3 separate regions of the Sus scrofa genome follow, and all the other regions are linked to region 1. The links are chromatin contacts, called in public HiChIP or PLAC-seq maps. All regions are on one chromosome and are shown on one strand. The core of a region is the stretch at or near the end of the contact, and the rest is flanking DNA. Distances in the headings are between cores, read along the strand shown.

Region 1 (4,450 bases), core at 347-2,846:
GGGGGGCCACACCCTCGGCATGCAGAAGTTCCTGGGCCAGGGATCAAACCTACGCCACAGCAGCCACCAGAGCTGCTGCAGTGATAACACTGGATCCTTAACCCGCTGCACCAAAAGGGAAACTCCAAGGATTTTTGACCCTCACTGAAGATCCTCTTTCTCAGAACAGGTCATAGAACATTTGAGGCCAGTGCCAAATGAAAATGCAGGGCCCCTTGTCCAAAAAGCAAGAACTTCAACATAGCGGCAGCTGAGCATTAGATCAGTTGCAGTGCAGAGTCCTTCTGAGCATGGGTCCTGGATGACTGCACAGGCCATGACAGTAGTCCTATCCATCCCATCCTGTGGATTCTGGTCACCTTGCCTTTGAACAACTCTACCTTCCACTTGGCATGCTCTTCCCATGACCAACTCCTCATGCACTGCACAAATGCCATCTCCTCAAGGATGCCTTCCTGGATTTTTTTTTTTTTTTGGTCTTTTTGCTATTTCTTTGGGCCACTTCCGTGGCATATGGAGGTTCCCAGGCTAGGGGTCCAATTGGAGCTGTAGCCGCTGGCCTACGCCAGAGCCACAGCAACGCGGGATCCGAGCCGTGTCTGCAACCTACACCACAGCTCACGGCAACGCCGGATCATTAACCCACTGAGCGAGGCCAGGGATCGAACCCGCAACCTCATGGTTCCTAGTCGGATTCGTTAACCACTGCACCACGATGGGAACTCCCCCTTCCTGGATTTTTACAGCTCAAAGTACATCACTTCTGCTCAACCTCTACTCCAGTCTATTTTCTACCAAGTCCTCCTCACCAGCTAGATATGTCCTGCATTTACATTCACGATTTTTCTCCCTTGCTGTACTGTGAGCTCCAGAAGGGCAGGAACCAAGTTTGTTTAGTTCCCCATGGTTTCTCCAGTACCTAGCACATAGTAGGCATTCAGAAAACATTAGCTGAATAAACAAATGCTCCCATTAGGAATCTTCTTAAACTGATACCATCATCTTTAGCAAATAAGGAAACCAAGGCTCAGAGGGAGGAAGTGACTTGCTTGAGGTCACACAGTGAGAGAAGGACCAGCTGGCATTTGAACCCACTCTTAGGCCAGTGGTCCAAGATTCTATTGACTCTCACGTTAACTCGCTTATTCCTCAGAACAGCATTTGGCCACCTCTTTTTTCAAGTAAATACTCATTGAGGTATAACAGAGATACCGGAAAGGGCACTAAAATGTATGGTTAGTAAATTTTCACAACAGAACACACCCACGTAACCAGCAACCAGCTCAAGAAGTAGAACAAGTTAAATTTCCATTGTGTGAATTTCACTTCAATTTAAAAAAAAAAACGAAAAACACCGTGATAAGCTCCCAGAAGCCTCCTCTGTGCTCCCGACCCTGCCCCCAGTCTCTAGCCCCTCCAAAGAAAATCGGCATCCTGACTTGTTACGCATAGTTTTGCCTGCTTTGAAACTTGATATTAATGGAACCACATGGTGTTTTTTCATTGTTTGGGACTTTTTCCTTGGCATTGTTTATGACTCATATGAGTTCAGTCATTCCCATTGCTGCATATTCCACTGTGTGAAGATACGACTGTTTATTCTACAATAGATGTACACTTGAGTTGTCTCCAGTTTCAGGCTATTATGAATTGCACTGGTGGGCATATCTTTTGGGTATATATGCCTAGTGGTGACACTGCTGGGTCAGACAAGAGGTGTACAGTCAATATTCATAGATTATGCCAAACAGTTTTCAAATTTGGATAAATCAGTCTACACCCTGACCAGCCATGGATAGCAGAGTTCCAGCCTTTGGTCAGCATGTGCCAATTTGGAAGAGAAGGCAGCTGAGGTTCAGAGAGAGGCATATGCTGCCTCCTAGTCAGTGAGAGATTCTGGGTCCTGCTGTGTCACCTCCTCTCCTCTCAAATCCTGCCCCCACTGTGCCCTCCCAACCTGGTTGTGGGGTGGGGTGGGACAGACAGGGTCACGTGGAGTTGCGTTCGTTCGTTCAGCCGGAGGAAGCCAGGCAGGCTGCAGACAGACGGCTGCTGATTCTGCGGCTGGTCAGGAAATCAAGGTAAGAGAGGGCGTGTGTATGACCCCCAAGGGGATTCCCTGGGGGCAGAGCTGTGAGTGGGGAAGGGGCCAAAATGAAGAGAACATGTGGGCAGACACTGGTCAGAATTGTCACCCTCTCATCCCCCAGGAGAATCTCTACCATGGACCCACCCTCGTCGAGCGGGGCCTCCCAAACCCAGCCTGCAGCCCCAACCCCACTAACTGCCTACCGCTGGCACTCAGGGGGCGGTGGGGAGAAGGGAGCTGGAGGGTTCCGCTGGGGCCGCCTTGCAGGATGGGGGAGGGCACTGAGCCACCAGGAGACCACAGTCAGCAGCCAGCCAGCCCCTCGATCGCTGTTTCGCCGAGTCCTCTCTGCGCCTCCCAAGGAGTCACGCACAAGCCGCCTCCGAATATCCAAGTCCCTCTGGGGGAGGCATAAGAGCCCACCACTGGAGTCAGACCCAGAGCCAGAGGCCCCAGGTACATGGCTCCCCCACCCAGGCTGGGAGGCCCGGATGCTTGGGTTTTGTCTGCCTCCCGAGCATCAGCCTTACAGACACAGGAAGTTGTGGGGAGTGCAAAAGCCCAACAGGAAGTGGCTGGGGCCCGGCTGGCTGCCCTCTTCCCTCTTTCCCCCTCACCCAGGGCCTGGGCATGGTGGGGGGTGGCTAGGGATCTAAAGGGTGGGGATCCAACCTGGGGAAGGGATAGGGAATAGATTGATGGTAGCACTGTCCAAATGCCGAATGGCTCTTGGCCTCACTAGGTCTCTCCTTGTATTCAATGACACAGGCTTAATCTCTCCTGCCTGGATATCCATCTCTGCTGCCTCCTGTTGTCCTGCTCTCCAGCCTCCCTGTCTTAGTTTCTTTACTTTCTTGAGCCTCTGCTTCCCCAGAAGTTAAACTGGAATCCTGATTCCTACCTTGAAGGGTGTTTTATTTCATTCATTAATTCAGAAGTCTGTGAGCACTTACTATGTTCCAAGCCCACTCCAATTTAGGCACTGAGGACACAGCAGTAAACTAAACAGATGAAACTGCCTGCCTTATGGAGCTCACAGCATAGTAGGTGTGACAGGCAGTAAACAAGTAAACAAGAAAATGACAGATGGGGCTAAGTCACACAGAAGGATCTAGAAAAGTAAGGGGTCACAGAAAATGTGCTGGGACCTGGGCTAGCATTACACTGATGAGCCTAGGACATATTTTGTGTGATCTGTTAAGAGGTGGGAGTTATCATGTATTCCCCTGGTGGTCAAACAATGGGACAGACAGATAATATGGGAGGATTGATCCAGCCCTTCTGTTCCTGAAAGCTCTTTTAATTCCCATCATTCATCCTTCCATTTTGCAGAGGCATCCCTTCAGCTTCCTCCAGGGTATCAGGTACTGCCTATTCCAGAGGATCTAGTGGGAGCTCTCTAACAAGCAGACCTGCTCCTACTCTGCTCAAACAGCTCCCATGGCTTCCCCATACCTCCAGGATAAAACCCCAGCTCCTCTAACTGATACCCAAGGCCCTGCACCAATCTCTTCCTGAACCCTCCCCTCCAGCCTCCAAGGCCTCCTAAGCCTTCTCAACTTTCCCTTTCTTTCCCTGTGCCAGGCCATGTGCCATCTCCCAGCCTTAGCTCAAGCTGTTCATGCCACTATATCCTCCACCTCTGTCAAAATCCAATCTGCTGTTCAAAACCCAGTGCAAATTTACTCTCTCTAGGAGGACTTTCCTGACCTAATGCACAACCACCTCTCTCAACCCTGCCCTTTTTCTGTTCCTTTCTCAAAGTTTGAATACATTTCCCCTTAGACTAGTTATTTATGGAAGGAACCAAGCCTGCTGTCTTGTTTTTTAACCTCTCAGACCTACCCACTGTCTTGGTTAAAAGAAGAATGTTTGTGTCTGAAACCCAGCTCAATCACTCACAAGCTGTGTAACCCTAGGCAAGTCACTCAAACTCTATGGGTTCTCAGTTTCCTCCTTGATACAGTGAGGATTTTAATAGCTCTTTGAATGGCTTTTAGAGGATTGAATGAGACAAGTTGTGGGGAGCAGTATACACAGAACAGGGTACATAGTTGATGGGACTGTGTCCACCATGCATAGCTAGTGAGGACAAGGCCTAGAGAGGGGTGGTGGCTTGTCCAACACCTGTTGTGGCTGCTGGGTGGATAGGGAAGAGGGGGCACTTAGGAGGGAAAACGTGTTGAGCCTGGGTGAGGGCAGAAGTTGTTCTGAGGGAGAGAAAAGGACTTTCAAGTCCCCAGCATCTCCTCCTCTACCCAGAACCTGAACCAGAGCCGGAGCCCCCTGCCCCACAGATCCCAGAGGCTCCCACACCCGATGTGCCTGTCTGGAACATTGGGGCCTTCACCTTACTTGATG
Region 2 (4,281 bases), core at 860-3,359, 290 kb after region 1:
GGACATTCTTTTTTTAAAATTTATTTTATGGCTGCCCCCACAGCATATGGAAGTTCCCAGGCCAGGAATTGAATCTGAGCTGCAGCTTCGACCTATACTGCAGCAGTGGCAGCATTGGATCTTTTAATCCACTGCGGGGCTGGGATTTGAACCCACACATCTGCAGTGACCTGAGCTTCTACAGTTGGATTCTTAACTCACTGCACCATGGCAGGAACTCTAGGATATTCTGACATCTGCTAAAATATAGAAGAATCTCGAGGACATTACATTATGCTAAATGAAATGTCTGACACACAAAAAGACAAATATTGTATGATTCTGCTTATATGAATTAACTAGAGTGGTCAGATTCATAGAGACAGAAAGTAGAATGGTGGTTGCCAGGGACTGGGTGGAAGGAGGCATGGTGAGTTGCTGTTTAATGGCTGTGAAGTTTCAGTTTCACAAGATGAAAAAGATCAATCTGGAGAGGTATGGTGGTGATGGTTGCACAACAATGTGAATGTACATAATGCTATTGGTAAATTTCACTGTATGTGTATTTTGCTACAATTAAAATTTAAAAAGTTAATGTTATGAGAGGCACTCAGTATTAGCAAGAGGAGTTATTTGTCTTGTAAATATCTTGGTGCTGAAAAGATGTGAAGACATCTTCTTAGACAGGTTGAACCAGAAGGACTGGTGCCTCTCAGGGTCATACACCAACCATATGCTCCTTCTCACGTGTAGCATCTTCTCCAAGAACACAGCCTAGTGAGTCACCATCCAGCATCCACAGCATCCAGTTCAAACTGTCTTCCAAGCCGGAATGGGGTTTTTTATGGCTGGTGACCCACAGACTTGGGGAGAAACGTCCAATCCACATGAAAAATAATTTTTTTTTTGGTCTTTTGTCCTTTTAGGGCTGCATCAGCCGCATATGGAGGTTCCCAGGCTAGGGGTCTAAACGGAGCTATAGCTGACAGCCTACGCCAGAGCCACATCAACGCCAGATCTGAGCTGCTTCTGTGATCTATGCCACAGCTCACTGCAACGCTGGATCCTTAACCTATTGCGCGAGGCCAGGGATCGAACCCACAACCTCAGGGTTCCTAGTCGGATTCGTTTCCGCTGCTCCACGACAGGAACTCCCAAAATAAATGTTAAAGTCATAACAGACAATAAACTTCAAAGGATGCATGGGAAACACACACGGAAGTTCGCGGATTTAGCAATTTAAATATGTTGTGAATATTCCTGCCCTCTCTGGCGGTAAGGTCTTGATCTATGGTCTTCCGTGGTCCTTGGCCATGACCTCACTGGCTCCTCACTGGCTTCTGTTCTCCATCACCACTTCTGAAGCTTTCTCGTTTCATTTACACTTGGTATGATTGTCCATAGGGGCTTTGTAATAGCCCCAAACTGGAGAAACAGAAATGTTTCTCAATAGGAGAGGGTGAGGAGTTCCCATCGTGGTTCAGTGGTTAACGGATCCGACTAGGAACCATGAGATTGAAGGTTCGATCCCTGGCCTCGCTCAGTGGGTTAAGGATCCAGTGTTGCCGTGAACTGTGGTGTAGGTTGCAGACGCGGCTCGGATCTGGAGTTGCTGTGGCTCTCGCGTAGGCCGGTGGCTACAGCTCCGATTCAACCCCTAGCCTGGGAACCTCCATATGCCGCGGGAGCGGCCCAAGAAATGGCAAAAAGACAAAAAAAGACAAAAAAAAAAAAAAAAGGAGAGGGTGGGGACCTGGCCTCTTCCATGGCAGTATTGCGGTAGGATGGGAGGTGGAGTCTGGTATTAGATCGAGAGGGCGAGGTTTGTTGGGGGTGAGGTCCCGAAAGATGTGGACTCTGGCAAAGGGACCGTGACTGTTCAGACCGTGACTGTTCAGGCTCCGCCTACGAGAAGAGGTGTTCAGCGCCGCGGTTGCGGAAAGCCGCCTGGGTTCAGAGCGCAGGGAATCTGCGGAGGCCCGCAACAATCCGCCAAATGAAGGGCTGGCTCTTGGAAGCAGCAAAGGGGCGCGGCCTTTTGTAAAAGGCCTGCAGTGAGAGTCAATGAGAAGCGAGAGAGGGCGGAACCTGTGCAGAGGCAGCCAGTAAGAGGGAGGGCTCTTATGGGAGGTGCCTGTGTACCGGAACATGGCTACCGGTCAGTTCCGCCCACGCGCTTCGAGTTGGACTACCGGGCGCCCTGATCCAAGTGGGCGAAAGGGGCAAGGTCATAGGTTCCGGGTCCAGCCTCTTCAGGCTGCGCGCCCCGTCACGTGACACGAAGGGCGCCTAATTACACCGGAGTCGGCGGATTTTCGTGTAGGTGAAGGTTAAAGTGCCCCGTGGGTCGGAGAAGCATCCCGGTGCGTCCAGACCTCGCTGCCTGGGGTTGGGGGTTAGGCTCGGGCCTGGGCGCTTGCTAGCGGAGAGGGGCCTGGCTTGAAGACAGTGTCGCGCACGCTAACTTGGGGGGCGTAGATGTAGGATGGGCTCATCTCCAGGGCTGAGAGTCTTGGTCCTTGATGGCAAAGAGAGGCGGAACTTCCCGCTGATCCATTGAGGAGCAAGTAAATGGGAAAATAACTCTTTTGAGGCATTGTCGCCGCTTTGACCTGTGATGGCACAGTTTAGGTGGTCATGGTGAGGTATGCGGGGAGGCGGGGGGTGGCGGGGGCGGTGCTGGTGTTGCAAGAGGCTTGGCCTGATCCCCGAGGGGCTTGGCCTGGTCCGGAGCCTAGCGGTGTAAGGGGCGTGGTCGCTCAGAAACTCGCGACAAGGAGCGTGGTTCGGAATCTGAGCTGGGAGTGGGGGAATGCCTTCTGAGGTCGCGGTTGTCGCGCCAATGTCCTAGCGCTCTCCTTTCTTTCTTAGGTGCTACCATATGGAGACCCCCGCGGCCGCCGCCCCTGCTGGGGGCTTCTTCCCCTCTTTCCTGTTCCTGGCCTTCGGGACGCTAGTGGCCGCCTTGCTGGGCGCTGCTTATCGCCTGGGGCTCTTCTATCAGCTAACGCATAAGGTTTGGGGGAATACGGGGGTGGCGGCCGGGGGCAAGTAAAGAAGGAGTGGACTTCCAGCGCTCTTTCCAGCTAACTCATTTTACAGACGAGGAAAGTGAGGCCCGACTAATCAGAGGAACTGGTCGGGAGAGTTTTTCCAGGGTTCCGTCGCCACTGCCCCGAGCTGCTTGCGGAGCTCTGGACTTTGCCTCAGGGAAGAGATCACCTGGAAGCCACAGCTGCCCGGGGCATTCAGTACCCCGCCAACCTCCTACATCTGGGGCCTGGGGCCCGTTTTACAGAGCAGTACCCTAACAGGGTGGGGTCAGAGTGCTGAACACAGGCTCCAGAGGAGGAGGCTGTGACAATTTTGTGACAGTTGCTGAGCTCAATGCTTTAGAGGGGTTTTCCCATGTACCCAACACGTTCCTGAATAGATGCTCTGGTTTCTGTCTTCATTTTCCATAGGAGGAAACCAGGGCTCATAGAGGTTGTATGATAATTGCCTTAGGTGAAGAGCTGACCCCACAGACCTTGCTCTGAACTACTTGGCTCCTCTTTCAGAAATTTACCCCTTCCCCAGACCCTCCGCCTAGTCTTTCCTCTCCTAACCAGAATCAACACCACTAGCCTTGAGGATTTGTGGTGATTTAAAGCAAAGCAAAGACCCCTGGTGTTTGGGGCTGTGCAGAAGTTGGCGTTGGGAGGCCCCAGCACTGTTTGTGCCACCACTTGGTAGCTGGCAGCCTGACACCTGGGCCTGGCCCAGTGAGTTGGAGAGAGTCTGATAGGCTGGTGTCAGTCAGCAGTCATGTAATGAGGCCCTTTTCCTGGAGGGCAGGTGTTCTGGAGTCCCAGCAGATGACCCCTGAAAACTTCCCTTGGTTCTTAGGATCCACCTTCTCTTACGTCTCTCCCTACTTGCTCCACTATTCCCAAGGAATGTGGGCAGTGTTACAGAGTGGAGTGCTTTAAGAGCATTGGTCCAATGAGACTTCTCTTTTTATGGCCACACATGAAGCATATGCAAGTTCCCTGGGCTAGGGGTTGAATTGGAGCTGCAGCTGCTGGCCTATGCCACAATCTCAGCAATGCTAGATCCTTACCACTGAGCAAGGCCAGGAATCAAACCCATATCCTCATGGTTACTACATCGGGTTCTTAATCTGCTGAGCCACAGTGGGAGCTCTGGTTCTATGGGACTTTGAATTTTGCTCAAGAGTCTTGGTCTCTGTAGTTGTAAAAGGATATAACGTCAAGAGGATCTGATAAGATAATATGTCCTATGCTGAGCCTGGGGTATAGC
Region 3 (4,402 bases), core at 1,670-4,169, 310 kb after region 1:
CCTTGCAGCCATTCGTCCTACCTCGGAAAACTGTGGGCAGCAGCACAGTGCCCTGGGCGCAGGGCCTGTGCCGCCGAACGCCTGGGTCCCATGCCAACACCAGGGCCCGCAGCAGCCGGGCAGCCTCGAGTTCAAGGTGGAAGGTGTGGTCCAAACGCAGGAAGTCTGGCCCCCCACGCAGCGGCCCCGTTCGGGCCCGCGCCACCCCATCCACCTGCAGCAGGCAGCAGAGGTCTCGTGGAGTGGCCCCAGGTGCTGGCCGTAGCCCCCCCAGCCCGTACAGGTGCAGGCTGAGGCGGCCCCAGAGTGCAGCCGGGGGCGACCGGGCTGATGGGCCCACCTCATAGGGGCGGAAGGCAGTGGGTGATGGGGGCCCTGCTGGGCGCTCGGGTGAGTCGCCATCACTGAGGTAACCAGCCCTCAGGCCCCGTGCGCCCTCAGCCACTGCCGCCCGCCCCGGGGTTCCTACGCTGCTATCCAGGTGGTAACGGCTGATGACTGAGCCCTCTGGGGCGGCCCGCTCACGCTCTCGGCCAGCCCGGGTGCTCCGCAGGCTCAGGCGGCGCCGCAACTCGGGCAGCTTCTTCATCTTCATTGAGAGGCGCCTGGCTGGGCCAGGAGACTTGGTGCGGGAGGCTTTGGTTGGGGGACTGGCAGGGGCTGTGCCTGTGGGGAAGGCAGAACTCAGGCTCCAGAAATCTGAGTTTGGGATGGGGGTGGGGCTAGTAGCCATCTTAGGGGTTCCAGGGTATGAGGCTTGTGCTCACCTGGGGAAGTCAGGCTCTCTGGCTCAGCTGAGCCTGGCTGCAGCCCTGGGGGCTCAGCTGTCGGAGGTCTGGGGTCCTCTTCAGGGATGGGGTTGTACCAGATCTCACCAGCAGGCTCTCCACTGCCAGGTGCCCCAGGCCCCAAAGCAGCCTCCTCCGGTGGTTTGGCCCCACCCAGCACCCATCGGCGGCTGCTGGGCTCCAGGCTCTGCAGGTAGGCACCCCGAGCCGGGCTACGAGATTCTTCGGGGCTGGGAGGCCCCTCTGCTCCAGGCTGGGATCCTTCCAGGGCCTGGGGCTCTGGCTCTGGAGGGCTAGGCTCCTGGCGCTGGGCTGGGCGGCCTGGTAAAGTGCAAAGGAAATGAGACCCAGCCTCCCACTGTCCCCAGAATAGCCCCAGTCCAGGGCTCTTCTCCCAGCAGGGGCTGGGGCTGGGGTGCACTCAGCTCTGACAGTCTATACATTCATTTAGAATGGGTGGCAACAGGCCAGCAATCTCATTACCAGCTTAGAGCTGCACACTACCCCCCATCCCAAAAAGGACTCTGTCCCTCTGCCCTCCAGCCTCAGCGGTCCAGTGGGGTTTCTTTGTGCTTGGGTTCTGCATTCCCCAGTCTGCTTCCCCTTGCCTCTCATTAACTCTGGCATGGAGGTCTGCCCCATCCCTTCTTGCTGGGTGGCTTTGGGTAAGTCACTTTCGATCTCTGAGCCTCAGTGTCTCCTCCTGTGAAATGCAGGGATTTGTTGCTCCCTTCAGGGAGGCTTTGGGGAGCTCAGCATGGGAAGCATTTCCCAGGCACTCACATCTTGGTCAAACCCATAGTCCACAGTGGACGCTGGCTAGCTTGCTTGGAAGACAAGAGCAGGCATAAGAGCAAGAGTGCCTGCTGTGTTTTCCCTTACTTGCAGCATGTCACTCCCCAACTCCTTGCTTGTGTTCCAAACTCTGCCTGCATTTTGGAGCGGGTCCTGTCTCTCAGCCCAGGCCAGGCCTCCATGGTCAATGCCTTGACCTCCCTCCCCCCTCATCTTCCCCTTTCTGACATCTCGAGCTGTTTCCTGTGTTTTTCTGTGCGTGGGCACCCCTGTCCCTTTGCTCTGGGAACCTTGGGAATCTTTGGGAAGGGCTGGGGGGGAGGTCAGATCCATGCAGTCCTCTGCACCCCCTCCTTTAACTCCTTCCTTCCTGGGACTTCCTGTCTGACACAGCTCCCATTTCTTTAAGGTCTTGCCTGTGGACTCCCTCCTCTGGTCACTTCAGATTTCTATTCCCCAGGACTCAGCCTTGGAGGTTTCATTTAGTAGCATAGTCCAAAGAGCTGTTAAATCACTTCACTGGCACTGGTAAATTACTCAACCTCTCTGTGCCACAGTTTCCCCATCTGTATAAAGGGGACAGTTTCCTGGGGCTGCCTTAGGTGGGTTCAGCTGCAGTCACTGGTTAATAGGTCGCGGGGGGCGGGGGCGGTTGGGGGAGGACGGTGGTAGGGGGTGGCCACCATGCTTGATGAACCGCCTCTCTCCCTCCTCTGCAAGAGTATGCCTGGCAACCCTATACCAGGTCTCTAGGGCTCAGGGTATTCCCTGCTTGACTTGACTAAACCCCAGTTTCTCAGCCTCCCACCTCCTCCTCCCCTCCACTCTCCAGGCGCTCCGCCTCGGCCCCATTTCCTGTCAGGGGTGAGGCCCCCTCCAGGGCCTCCCAAGGAGCACGCAGCGCTGGCATCCCTGGCCAGGCGCACATAACGGTCCGCGCCCCCTCTCCCCCCAGCCCGTTACTTCCAGGACCCCTGCTTACCCCGGCCCCCAACCCCGGCCCGCAGGGGGCTCCGCTGGGCTTCCCCAGTCCCCTCAGTGGTCCCTCCTTGGGGCCTCGGGACACCCCCTCCCAGGCCAGATGGGGTCTGGCGCCCCTTCTTCTCCACCTTCCCCTCTCACCGCGCTCCTTCGCGTCCGACTTTTTCCGGGGAAGTTTCTCCCGGCCCCGAAGGCGGGAGAAGGTTTTCCTGAGCAGCGGCTCGGCCATGCTGGGGCCCGGGCCGGGCGGAGTGCGCGCCCCGGGCTCGGGCCGCGCCGCCCCCCGCCCTCCCCGCCCCGCCTGGGCCTCCCCGCCCGCCCCCAGTCCAGCGGCAGCAGGAAGCGCATTCCGGGAATGCTTGGCCCCAATTTTTTTTTTTTTCTTTCCCCTTCCCGCGGCCTGAGCGGGCGATGCTGGGATATGTAGTCAGTCGCCTGGGGCCGAGAGGGGAGTGAATGGGGGCTCTGTGCTGCCTCCTGGGCTCCAACTGAATATTGTAGAGCAGGACCAGGCCCTCATCTTTCCTCGTATCCATCTTCTGTTGATGACCGCCTACAGCAAGTTCTCTTGGGTTTATTACAAAATTCATCGGGCACTTATCCCTTTTCTTTCCCCCCATCCACTGTTCTAGCCTGGTGCAAGCCCTAGGCACCTCTCAGTTTTTGAAGACATGGCCATTTCCTTAGTTTCCTGATGCCATTGCGGTGCCTGTCTCCTCCACCCAGTTCTCCTCCCCTCAACCGGCCCCCGGCAATTCCAATTACTGCTGCTGTTTAACAAACCATCCCAAAACTTAGTGGTGTGAAACAGAGTTTCATGATGCTCACACATGCTGTGGGTCAGAAATGTGAGCTAACATTGTTTCTATTCAGTTGGAAAGATTTTGAGGTTTAGGGGGTTACTCAACAAGTGAGGGTCCAGAATCACCTGGAAAAATGTTCACTTACAGATCTTGCAATTGATGCCAGGTGTGGGCTGGACCTCTATAGGGGTTGTGGAATAGGGCACCTACACATGCTTCTCCATGTGAATTGGGGGCTTCGAGCAGCTCAATAGTCAAGAGTATTTGGGCTTCTTGCTTATCTACCGAAGCTTCAAAAATGAACAAGGCAGGGAGTTCCTGTCGTGGCGCAGTGGAAGTGAATCCGACTAGAATCCATGAGGTTGTGGGTTTGATTGCTGGTCTTGCTTAGTGGGTTAAGGATCCGGAGTTGCCATGAGTTGTGGTGTAGGTCGCAGATGGGGCTTGGATCTGGCCTTGCTGTGGCTCTGGCGTAGGCCGGCAGCTATAGCTCTGATTAGACCCCTGGTCTGGGAACCTCCATTTGCTGTGCGTGTGGTCCTAAAAAAAAAAAAAAAAAAAAAAAAAAAAAAAAAAAAAAGAACAAGGCAGGAAGTCCCTGGTGGTGCAGTGGATTAAGGATCTGGCTTTGTCACTGCTGTGGCTCTGGTCACTGCTATGACTGGTCACTGCTGTGATGTGTGTTCCATCCCTGACCCAGGAACTTCTGCATGCCACAGGCAAGGCAGAAAAAAATCCAAAATGAACAAGACATTACCTTTGCTGAATCAGCTTTGAGTGCCAAACTGTGTTACTTCTCGCACCAGATTCAAGGAGAGGGGTCATAGGCTGCACCTCTCTCAGTGGGCTATGTGTCAATGTGACCTTGTAACATTCTTGTGTGAGAGAATGTGGGATGGCAGATATTATTGTAGCCATTTGGAAAATTTAACTTGCCTCACTTGTATATTCCAATCTCCATGCAATATTCAGAGTGGACTTAAAAACCTGAACTCAGATCATGGCACATCCATGCCGAACAGTCTTCCTATAATT

What was found. HiChIP or PLAC-seq counts read pairs in DNA pulled down with a chosen protein or histone mark.
Region 2: an H3K27ac HiChIP or PLAC-seq map of alveolar macrophages shows a contact between it and region 1. The contact joins the promoter of ILVBL here to the promoter of RASAL3 in region 1. A contact is called at or near these places in 2 of 2 datasets of contacts at active chromatin or transcription factors (alveolar macrophages and skeletal muscle).
Region 3: an H3K27ac HiChIP or PLAC-seq map of alveolar macrophages shows a contact between it and region 1. The contact joins the promoter of SYDE1 here to the promoter of RASAL3 in region 1. A contact is called at or near these places in 2 of 47 Hi-C or Micro-C datasets (embryonic fibroblasts and heart right ventricle) and 2 of 2 datasets of contacts at active chromatin or transcription factors (alveolar macrophages and skeletal muscle).

What each region holds. Positions count from the first base shown.
Region 1 is chr2:62,140,775-62,145,224 of Sscrofa11.1, forward strand. It overlaps RASAL3 (RAS protein activator like-3), which reads left to right and starts at 1,597. Exons shown (of 18, transcript XM_021083615.1): 1 at 1,597-2,081; 2 at 2,211-2,545; 3 at 4,352-4,450. The coding sequence starts at 2,224.
Region 2 is chr2:62,433,259-62,437,539 of Sscrofa11.1, forward strand. ILVBL (acetolactate synthase-like protein) reads left to right here and starts at 2,110. Exons shown (of 16, transcript XM_003123453.5): 1 at 2,110-2,298; 2 at 2,851-2,995. The coding sequence starts at 2,861.
Region 3 is chr2:62,451,025-62,455,426 of Sscrofa11.1, forward strand. It overlaps SYDE1 (rho GTPase-activating protein SYDE1), which reads right to left and starts at 2,920. Exons shown (of 8, transcript XM_003123426.4): 1 at 2,706-2,920; 2 at 768-1,109; 3 at 22-666. The coding sequence starts at 2,793.